Linked DNA regions of Mus musculus: region 1 is linked to region 2. A link is a contact called in public promoter capture Hi-C data. All regions are on one chromosome and are shown on one strand. Each heading gives the region's core, a stretch centred on a gene start, on an enhancer-like site or on the middle of the called end of the contact. The rest is flanking DNA. Distances are from core to core; before and after follow the strand shown.

Region 1 (5,729 bases), core at 1,743-4,242, 450 kb before region 2:
CCATGCTCAATCTTTACTCATTTCATTACATGCTTAACTGACTTCTTATGGTCAACTCCTATGGCAGGCCACCACCTCTCCAGTGTTCTGCCCACGGTGTAAAGCTATGGCCCAGTTTCCTACATTCAGCTTACTTGGTTACCTAGCAACCTCTTAAATAGGCTCAAGGGAAGCTATGCTTTTGGAGATTATCATTTTCTTTTTATTGCACCAGGAATGATGTTCCAGTGTTTTGAGGTTTTTGTTTTTTTTTTTTTAAGTTTAAAATTTGTGTGTGTGCGTGTGTGTGTGTGTGTGTGTGTGTGTGTGTGTGTGTGTGCGTGCATGCATGCATGCACATGTATTTGTGTACCAGTGAAAGTGTCTCAGGAGTCCAGAAAAGGGTGTTGGATCCCCTAAAGCTAGAGTCTTCTGGGGTGCTGTGAACTGAACTCCAGTCCTTTGTGAGAGCAATACCACTGAGTCATCTCTCTACTGCCAAAGCTGGGATTAGTCTTAATTGGATGAAATTTACCAACTGGAGCTTTCTGCTCATTTTTTAATAACATTTTTTTCTTTAAAAAAATTTTTTTATTTCATGTGCCTTGGTGTTTTGCCTGCATGTATGTATATGTCTGTGTGAGGGTGTTATATCCTCTGGTGCTGGACTTAGACAGTTGTGAGCTGCTGAGAGTTTAACCTGAGTCCTCTCTTCAGCCCTCTGTTCAGTTCTGGGAAGAATTCAACTGAAGGAAACAATTTCAGCAGAAGTTTACTGAGCAACGTAGTCAAAGCAAGCTCTCCAGACAGACTGAAGTGGGCTGTGCTGCTGTGGGTATAGGCACAATGGCTTCCATTGGAGTTTTTTAAGCATTTTATAAATATGTATGAGGTTTGTGGCATATGCATCAGATATGATCCTTTTTCCTTTTCAAGTCAAAGTGAATGTGAAAGTGCCTTTTAAGGCATTTTCCCCATGAAACTTGCAAAGCCGACAGATAAGGGTTGGAGGGTATCAGAGCTACAACCTAAACATTCAGTGAGGCTGGCCGAGTCACAGATGGAGACCCTTCAACAGCACCGTGTGTACAGCTGGCAAAGTGGCCTGGTGCTTTAGTTTCTGATCCTGATACTTCCTTGGATCCATCACATTTCAATCCCAGCCTAAACAGCAGACAGGGTGGGGGTCAGGGTTTCCTTAAAAAAAATTATCTAGGGTCTTATGTACTTCAGGCCTGCCTTAAATTCACTATGTAACCAAAGATGACCTTGAATTCCTGAGCCTCCTGCTTCTACTTCCCAAATCCAGAGATTAGAAAGGTTACATCACTATACCAGTATAGCTGTTTTCCTAACTCCTATGAACTATCCATATATATATATATATTTTTTTTTGAACGAAGATAGGAAGATCATTCAAATGGTGAGGGTTGTCTGCAGCAGCAACATGCTGTTCCTAAAGACTGCACATTTCCTAACCTTGGAAAAGGCCCAGCTCTGGGTTGATGAATACACAGCCTGAGGCATCTACCAGGCCTGAGATGGCAAACATGGCACTGGCGGGCCTTGCCTTTCCTCTTTTTTTCTCCTTGCTAAGAACCGTTAGATTACATTCCTAAAGCTAGCCACCAAGGTTTGTTACGCTATTTGTCCACTTCCTGAGGCTAACATACTAAGGTCCAGCTATCAAAATCCACCCCCTACCTTGGTTCACCTAATTAGCATGCCCCATAAAATAAACTTATCCTAAAGGGGTTTCTTCTTTTACCTTTATGAACTGCCATTTGCCAATACGCCAAGGCTGTCTCTTCTCTATCCAGAAGCAGTCCTTTGTCCCTCTGGAGCAAATAACCCGTCCCCCTCTCCCTCCTTTTCACTTCTTCCTCTTGCTCTATCTCCTGTCTTTGTCTCTTATTCCCTGCCCTTTTGTCACTCTGCTGAGAACTTTGTGTGTCTTGTGCCAGTTCCTGTCCTTGTACAGCCTATATGAGGTCCCAACTTGACACCAAGACCGTTTTCAGAACATCCCTGAAGCTGCAGTGCTGCTCTGGTCAACATATTTCATCTCCAACTCCTTCATACAGGTGAATGCTAGGAAGTGCCTACAGCAGCCCTGCTGGGAAGCAACCAGTTGAACTGGGACAGAAGCTGGGGCTTAGCACTTGATACCAAAACCTGTTTTTCTTCTATTATGCTCTACCTAAGGTCATGTTTGCCAGCTGCTCCACCCTGACCGCTGTAAAAGAGGCACCTGCTCCCAAGCTCAAACCTTCCAGCTACTAATATTATCCAAGGTTTAACTGGAGCCCCAAGCACTAAACACAGACTTGTTTCTGGTCTTTCTAGACTTCTCAGTTCTGACCCTGATAGAACTTGTTGCCTACAGGCAAGCACTCTCTCTCCGTGAACAGAACAGACTTTATAATTACAAGATTATCAAGCCAGTATGGCTTGGTGCAGACCTGTAATCTGAGCAGCAAGACGCTAAAACAGGAATATCTCCAGTTCAAGTCCAGCCTTGGACTACACAGTGTGCTCTAGGCCAGCCTGGGTTTCCCAGATGGGAGAGAGAAAAATGGGACAGCAGTTTCCTGTAGGTTATCACTCAGGGCTTGACTTTAGCTGAGAAAGAGTACAAACACACACTACTACTATGCAGGATCCATGAGGATGAGACCTGCTGGCTCTCCCATCCTGAGGGATAGGTGTGAGACTGGCCACGGGCCGGCAACGGTATGCTGGTGAGTCCGGTGGGTAAGCCCGATGCTCCCTGCGCAAAGCCTGGGGTTCCTATCCCACACTGCAGGACCCTAACTAACGCTGAGATCTGGGGAAGGTTTGCGGAGGGGTGGGAGTTGTCCGAGCGTCCGCGCATGCGCCTGCCGCGCCCGACTTCGAAATTGGAACCCGGAGAAACCAGTGGCGCCGAGGGACCTCACCGAGTGAAGGAGAACGGCGCGTGCGCCCGCTTGTGGGCGGAGCCTGGGCGCGGCAGGGGCGGGGCTTGTCGTCACGCGCAGCCCCGCCCCTCGGTCTCCGGGAGGCGGCAACCGCTACTCCTTGTCTCTTCCCGGTTGTCGGGGACTGCTTCACCTCAGTTCTCAGTGACTATGGGGGACCCCAGCAAGCAGGACATCCTGGCCATCTTCAAGCGCCTGCGCTCGGTGCCCACTAACAAGGTAACGGCCGCAGGCGGGCTTGGGACCCCGCGGCCCGCCGGACCCCGGTGTGGCCGCGGCCGTGGGAGGAGCCGCCCGGCCTGTGACACGTCGCACTGTGGGCCTGGCAGCCGCCGCTCCCCAACCTTCGTCAGCAAGGGGAGGAAAAGGGGGCGCCCACCAGGGGCTTAGCGCCTGGGGCACAGGGACATGGGCATCCGGAGGATGTCCAGGACTAAAAGGCAGAGAGCCTGGGGTCACAGGACTGGGGCATGGACATCTGGGATGTCTAGCATCCTAGGGCAGAGCGTCTGGGGTCACAGGGGGGGCTGGGACATGGACAGTTGGGGTGTCCGCCACCAGAGGCCAGAACACCTGGGGATAGACAGAAGACTGGGGCATGGACATCTGGAACAGGAGACCAGTGCATTTCATGGCAGAGAGAGGACTGGGGTATGGACCTCTAGGAGTGTCCAGGTTACCCAGACGCCAGACTACCTGGGGGCTTAGAGAGAAGGCTAGTTCATAGCATCTAGGGGTGTCTAGGGGTCTGGAGAACAGAGCACCTTGACCCAGAAGCACAGACATGGTAGGGTGGAGGAAACAGATGTTGGAAGTGTGTAGCTGGGCTCTGAGAAGGCTGGTGAGGCAGAGTTCACTCCTTCTGGCCTCTGTGAACAAAGGTAAAAATCCCAGCCACCTAGACCCAGGGGTCAGAACTCTAAGTGGTGCTAAGTTCTGGGAAAGAAGGGCTTCTCCCCCCACCATGGACCTTGTCTTGAGTGTTCTTCAGGGCTGGGGACCTGTTGGATTTTTGTCACCATTGTCCTTCGGTGGCAGCCTGTTTCCCAGTCCAGTAGAGCTAAGGTTCTCTTCCCTGGTTGCCAGCTCTCTGGGTTCCTGAGGAAGCTCACTAAAACTCACGTTCATCCCTCTGTAGGTTGAGGTCTGTCCCTACAATTTTTTTCTTCCCCTTATGTGACCCCCCCCACACACACACACACACAGACCCCACCCCCAACCACTGGGCCTCATAACTTTTAGCATGTGGCTGGCAGTGTTGTTTTGATACACAGGGTTAAGGTGTCTACTTCCTTAGGATGACGGAGTAGGGTGGAACCCGAGGAGTGCAAAGGGCTGTCGTGTCACTGTGGACTCTCCCCACCCCTCTCCAAGTTCCATCTGGTTGCCACCTTCACCTCTGAGGAACCATCTGTTAATGGGCACAGCCGTGATTACAGAGTCCTGCATGGCTGGCATAGAAAGTTCCAACATGTCACAAAATTCAGGCTTTTTTTTTTTTTAATGTCTTGATGGTGGAAGGGAGCCCTAGGTTTTTATAGCCTTATGATGAAGGAAATGGTTAAATGGGGGTGATAATGTCAGGTGGGTATAAGGAAGAAGAGCTGGCTTCCAGCCACTGCATTGTCCAGTGTCTGTCACTTGCTGGTTTCTTGTTTTTTGTTTATTTTTTTCAGATTTAGATTGATCTGTGTGTAGCAAGGACTTGCTTCTTACCACACAAGGTTGGATCTCCAGCTGGCAGGCTGGGAAAGTGCGTATGCTGCCACTTTCTCTGAGTTGCACGCCAGTGTGTATTCCCTTCGAATGTATCAAAAAGGCCACTGCTAAATAACAAAACAAAAAAGCAAGAAGCAACAACAAAAAAAAGGAAGACACTCCTTTTACATCAGAAGTCCCTGTCATCAATACCAGCAGACACTTTTAAGGAGCCCACGTGGGCTTGCTTGTGTATTAAAATGTTAGTTGAGTACAGTAGCACATGGTGCGACCCCAGCACTTGGGAGGTGAAAGCAAGAAGAACAAGAGTTCAAGGGCAGCCTCCGCTACAGAGCAAGTTCTAAGCCAGCCTTAGACTACATTAGACTACTTCTCCAAAAAAAAAAAAAAAAAAAGTAAAATTATTGTCCAGCTGGCCATGAGAGTACATACCTAGAGTCCCAGCCCTTGGGAAACTGAGGCGGTTGGATTTCCAATAGTTAAAGGCCAGCTTGAGGTACGTAGTGGTTTTTTGATTAGTATGTGTTACAAAGCAACACAAAATGCCTCAAAATGTAAACACCCAGACACACACGAAAGCCTGGTCAGACACTAAACCACATGAATGCAGCCCTCCCCCTTTTTTCATTTTATTCTGAAGAGCACACCTATAGAAACTTTATGTTCTATAATATGATATTTTTTAAATTATTGATTTTAAATATATGAGTCCTCTGTCTCTGTCTTCAGACACATCAGAAGAGAACATTAGACCCCATTACAGATGGTTGTGAGCCACCATGTGGTTGCTGGGATTTGAACTCAGGACCTCTGGAAGAGCAGTCAGTGCTCTTAACCACCGAGTCATCTCTCCTGTGATATGATTTCTAAAGCAAGATTCCAAAGTAGCTTCTGGTCATGTCTCATGGCACTGGCTTTCCTTTATGGTTGTGGCTTGAAGCCATTGCTGACTGGATGGATTTGACGTGAAAAGTGATGAAACTAGTTTCTGGTTTTGTGAGATGGGGTTTCTCTGTGTATCCCTAGATGTCCTGGAATCCACTCTGTAGACCAGGCTAGCCTCAAACTCAC
Region 2 (5,603 bases), core at 605-3,104:
ACTGTTGTTCATCCAGGAACACCCAGTAGGCACCATGGGCAGAGAGTGCATCCGCACACACCAGGCCATGTTACCCACCTGGGCCCGGCGGACGTTAAGAAAGCGGGAGCCACCCTGGTGGCAGCTCAAGTAACTATACAAATTGCCACGGGCTTCAAGGGCTGCCAAAGGCGCGACTTCGGATTTGGAGGCTCTGGGAGAACTCCAGAAATCCCAGTAGAAGGTTCTGTGCCACTAACTCCCCAGAAAGTTGCTCTGGGGCACCCCACAAGGTAGCCTTAAGCGGAGGGCTGGAGGTAGCACTGGGCGCGTGGTCCCGGACCGCAGAGTAGGGGGTCTCCTTGCTGCGCCTCTCGACGCTGCCACACGCGGGTGGGCAGCGCGCCACCCCGCCCCCGGCCCCGCCCCCTGCGCCCGCCCCGCCCCGCCGCGCGCCCTCCCGCCCGCCCGCGCGCCGGGGCCCGGAGCCGCCTCATTGGCTGCGCGCCGTCACCTGACGCTCTGTTATTTCCTGTGTGTTGGGAGAATGGAGAGAAAAAACCCGGAGCCGAGCCGCCTTCGGCCCCTGCGAGGCGGCCACGGCCTCAGCCGGGGGAGCCCTCCCTGAGGCGCGCCGGAGCGGGGAGTGAGCCAGCGAGCGCGCGGGCCGGAGCGAGCCTCTAGGGGCCGCGGCCCCGGCCCGCCCCGCCGTCGGCCTGGGCGTCCGCGCTGGAGGCGGTGGAGGCACCCCCACCCCCACCCCGCGCCGCGCCGCCGCCCCCTCCCCTCCCAGCGCCGGCGGAGGCCGAGGGACGGGCCGGGGGGCTCCTGCAGGTAACCGCCGCCCGGCCTGAGGAGAAAGGGCAGCCCGAGGGGCCGGGACCGGGCCGCGCCGCTCAGGCTGGCTGCTGGGAGCACAGGTCGTGGCCCGGCCCGCCCTGCAAGTGCTGAGCCTCGGGAGTCGCGGAGCGGGCTGAGGGGACCGGCGTGGGCTGCCGAGGGGTCAACGGCCAGGACCGGCGTCAGGGCAGAGCGGCCGGAGGCTCTGGGGCTGCGGGCGGAGATACCTGGTCGTTGCGGCCTGAGGTGCTGAGGGGTCCACGTTCTTGGCAGCCCCGCGGGGACCGGCGTTGCTGGCCTCTTGGCCGGGGGCTGGGGGCGAGGCACCCGTGAAGGGCCGGGCTTGGAGCGGGCCGGGGAGGGGCCGGCTGGGGCTGGCGGAGCAGCCGCGCGAACACCTGAGGCCATGTGGATGCGGCTGCCTGTCGCCTGCCGGCGGCCCAGAGCAGGTACCCGGCGGCGGGGCGCGAGCTAGGGGCGCAGGATGCACTTCCTGTGTGGGGCGCTCTCCCCTCCCCCGCCGCGGTGAGCAGGGCAGGGCGCAGGGTCCCGCGGAGTCCACGAAGGAGCTCTTTCTCGCGGGTAGGGGATGGGAAGGCGAGGCTCTGAGTCTCTCTTCCTCATTCTCACGGAAAAGTGGTGGCTTATAGAAGAGTTTGCTATCCGGCCTGCGGCGGGAGGTGGGATGTCTTGAGTGCGCCGGGATGGGAGTGGAATTTAGTGTGTGTGTGTGTGTGTGTGTTGGGGGGGGGCAGTGGAGCTGCGGATTCCTCCACGGTTTGTGGGTGCGGACACCAGTTTTGCTTGCCTGCCTGTATTCAACTCCTTTGGGGACGAATCAGAATTAGGGGTTTCTACCCGAGCTCTGCGTTCTCCCTCCAGAGATTAGATGACTCTGGTAAATGCTATAAAAATGGATGGAATTTTTGAGCTATTATCTAACAGGCTGATCTTTGAATGATAATTGGACCCTTATGTTAACAGCCTTAGTGAAGAGTTTTATAAAAGATTTTACATGGGGTGGCATTGGCAGCTGGGGAAACGGCACTAAATTCTGATCTAGGAGGCCTGGAATGCACTTCCAGCTTGGCCACCAAATAAACTGTAGCCCTGGGCAAGTTACCTACCCTCTCATGCCTCAATTACACTTCTGTTAAAGACTCCCTTGCAGGCCAGACATTTCGAAGGTTTATTTGAGTTTGGTTTGGTGGTTCTTCCACTCCGGTTTTGTGCTCGCTCTCATTTTGATCATAGGAACTTTACTGAGAGATGTAAGATGCGCCTCACTGGCTTGAGAAGTAACTTGGTCAGGGTAGTTTGTGCTCAATTCCCAGTGCTTTTCTGTGCTTCTGAAGAGAAAACGCACACTATTAATAGCAGTCTAGCTTATGTTGAATGCACATTATTATGCTTTTTTTTTTTCCTTTGTGATAAGAGTTTTCCGAAAAAGCACTGGCTAATTGGGAAATATGGATGCGATGATTGGGTCTGTTTTTGTTGGAAGCCCTTTCCACGTGGGGAAGGGATGCTATTTCAAGATCTTTTAGGTGACTCTTACTTGGCTAACTTCAAATTCCAATTTCAGTCTTGGAGTAGGGATAAAGTAGAATTAGCTATGCGATGTAGTAGGCTTGCAGAATTAATATCCACCTCAGGATGCAGTAAATGGTTTGCATCCCCGGTTTATTCCTAGTGGTAGCAGGGTACTTCCCTGGCAGATGCTGAAGAACCCGTTAGTTTTACTGATTTTCTGGTGTGTGAGGGCCCTGGGCCATATGCTTTTGAATGGTAAGTACTCTTAGACCAACTTGGATTTTGCTCTTGTTTGTGGAAGACTTTGTTTTGTTTTGTTTTTGTTTGTTTTTTTGTTTTTGCTCAATTCCCCATAAAATATAGCTCACTATGGTTTTTTTAGATCATTTTTTAAAAAATTTTGGTCTGTATAGCCTTAATGGTCTTTAAACGTGGATGGCAAAATGGGCTCATAATGTTTATCTTGTGTATGTGTTAAAAGAAGGTTTTCTTTTATATTAGTTAAAATCATGCCTGTCACATAAGGAGACACTTAAGATTATACATATGAGTTATTTGGAATTTTTTATTAGGACTTGAATTATGACCTCATGTTTACTGTATGATTTGAAAAAGTGCCAGTTACTTGAATTAGAAGCACCTCTCACACTCAAGTATGTATTATGCTTGTTTTATGGCTTATGAAAAAATTACTATAAAGCTTTACTGTGGTAGTTTGTGAGTGTGTATGTATGTACGTATGTATATGAGAGATCTTACATAGGTAAGATAGTAGGAGAATTGCCTTTATTAAGTTTTAACTTAGAGAGGAAAGGAAGCTAACATTTACGTTAAAAACAAAAACAATGTATGGACTTAGGCCAAAGAATTCTAAACTGTCCTAAAATGTCTACCCAGTGGACCTAAGAGTTCATTATTCCTTCTCCACAGAATACATAAGCTAGTGAGAGGTGGAGCTTGAATATAACTCTTCTCTCCTAGGTCCCAAAACTTGTTACCAGGTTCCTTTTAACTCAGGGCCTGCTCAAGGGGCAGATTAGTTAGTATGGGTGGCCCTAAAATACTTAGCTTTCTACTGTCATTCTGCTCTACTGGCTCTTTAAAACAAACAAACAAACAAACAAACAAACAACAGCACAACAAGCAATAACAACCAAACTGGTGAATATGAAATTTGGAGCTGGGTGAAATACTGGAAGGTGGTTTCTGTGACCCTTGGGAATTTTCTTAACTTTCAGTTTGTCCTTGCTTGGCCAGTTTTGCTGGTATGCCTAAGATTTAATTTGTAAGACGTTTCTCTTTCTTATCTACTTCTGCCATTTTGTCTTGAGCTGAAAACATAACCTGAAAGAGCAAGAGAAGTCATAAAAGGTTGTCTTTCTTGTTGCCTGTGTGACTGGTTTGCAAGTGTTCAGGAACCATGTCATGATTGCTTTCACTTTGGCCAAGTGAGACTTTTTTGACATAAATTTATGAAAAACAGAACTTGTCCCAGGATGCCTTAAGCATTACTCCCTCTTGGGGGAGTATTTTTAGTTTTAGGCCCTTGAAAGTCTTGTGGAGGTGATACTGGGGATTGAGAGCAGTCTCAATTGTGCTAGACAGGCAGGTATTCTGCTAGTGAACTATATATACACCCAAGCTTCCCAAGGAGCTTGTCATGACCATGGTACCCACAGTACAGAGGAAAAGAGTCTCATGGTGACAAAATTCAGAGTTTCCTATATTAGGGCCGTGCTTGCTTTGAGGTAATGCACAGGACTAGCAGGAAGATATGCTATGTAACAGGAGTTGTTGGTATAGCTGTGGCTTTATTTGGTGGTTCTTTATGGATTTAAGAACATAGAGCTGGCTGTGGTGGTATATGCTTTTAGTCCCAGTACTCTCAAAGGCAGGCAGGTCTCTATGACTTTGAGGCTAGCCTGGTCTACATAGTGTTCCAGTCTCAAAAACAAACAAACAAACAAACAAAAAAAACAAAAGAAACTCTCTCTGTAGGATTGGGACACTTGACTATTAACACAATATGGAGATGGTTTCTTTGTTTGTACATTGTATCCCTAAATGTTGATTAAAATCCTCTTGTATATGTCAGGCCATTTGCATTAATAGATGTTCATGGGCTACATTAAAAGGTAGAAGAAGTGGAAAGCAGACTATAAACAGTAAGTAAATAAGAATGTCATATAGTAATAGCAACAAAGAGAATAAAAAAATATAGGTGGATGTGTTGGTTCCTGCTTATAATCTGGGAACTCATGAGACAGAAGCAGGATTGTGAGTTTAAAGCCAGCTTGAGCTACATGAGCAAGTCTATCTGGAAAAGAAAGAAAAGAAGCTTAATATGATAATGACATAGAATGCTGCTTTAGATTGGTTTCAAAGATGGTCCCTGTTTTGTAGACATTTCTCTCAGCTGCGTGGACAGATTTAATCTTTAGGACAAGTAAAAAATGTTAAGTAATTTACTTTGGCCTTGAACATCTGGGAAAAAATACCGAGGGCCACTGCTAGGAAATGTTGTTCCCTTCTCATAGTCTGCTACCACCATTAAACATATGCTTTCTGTAACAAATGTGTTTTATCCCATACTTACAAAACAACACACAGAACCTGTTTCCCATTTATGTGGCCAGCCACAGTAGTAATCAAGGACATACCTGGAGAAGTAGTACCCTTGTTCATCTCAAGAGATCCTACTCCCCCACGCCCCCCCAACTTGGCTGGCTCATTCGCACTATATATATAGCTGAGGATACTCTGGTTTCTCTTCAGATTGTATTAATCTTTCGCCTTTTACTATATAGCTGAGGATGACCCTGAACCTCTGATCCTCCTACTTCCTCCTCCTAAGTTCTAGGATCAGACATGCACTACTACTGCAATTAAGAAGAATTCCTACTTTTTATTAGGCACAGTGAATATTTTTCAGGCTTCCTAAGTAATAGTTTTTACTTTTAGTCATAGAAGTGAAACCAGGGCTGAACTGAAACTGAGGTGTGGGGATAACATCAAAAGGCCTCATTGTAACTGAACTCTAAGGAAGCATTTCTCCATGTTATACATTGTGGACCAAGACACAATCAGGATAAGAAACCAGTTAGTGGGGTCTAAGAAGCCAACACTGTCTTTCTGAAAAGTAACAGTAACACAGTCTTTGTCCATACTGCTTCATATTGATAACAATGTTTCTTTTCTTACTCTCCCCTACCCCCTGGTTTCTCTATGTAGCCCTGGCTGTCCTGGAGCTC

What was found. Promoter capture Hi-C pulls out the DNA fragments that hold promoters and counts their contacts.
Region 1: a promoter capture Hi-C map of the SN4741 cell line shows a contact between it and region 2, with 4 times the contacts expected there. The contact joins the promoter of Arfgap3 here to the promoter of Tbrg3 in region 2. A contact is called at or near these places in 11 of 39 promoter capture datasets (the 3T3-L1 cell line, 3T3-L1-derived adipocytes, the SN4741 cell line and 6 more), 1 of 484 Hi-C or Micro-C datasets (embryonic stem cells) and 1 of 115 datasets of contacts at active chromatin or transcription factors (pancreatic cancer cells).

What each region holds. Positions count from the first base shown.
Region 1 is chr15:83,347,510-83,353,238 of GRCm38.p6, reverse strand. Arfgap3 (ADP-ribosylation factor GTPase activating protein 3) reads left to right here and starts at 2,992. Exons shown (of 16, transcript NM_001357756.1): 1 at 2,992-3,158. The coding sequence starts at 3,090.
Region 2 is chr15:82,894,712-82,900,314 of GRCm38.p6, reverse strand. It overlaps Tbrg3 (transforming growth factor beta regulated gene 3), which reads left to right and starts at 1,854. Exons shown (of 1, transcript NR_027799.1): 1 at 1,854-5,603. The region is part of intron 1 of Tcf20 (transcription factor 20); the gene reads left to right. It overlaps Gm20324 (predicted gene, 20324), which reads right to left and starts at 1,235. Exons shown (of 4, transcript NR_045068.1): 1 at 1,047-1,235.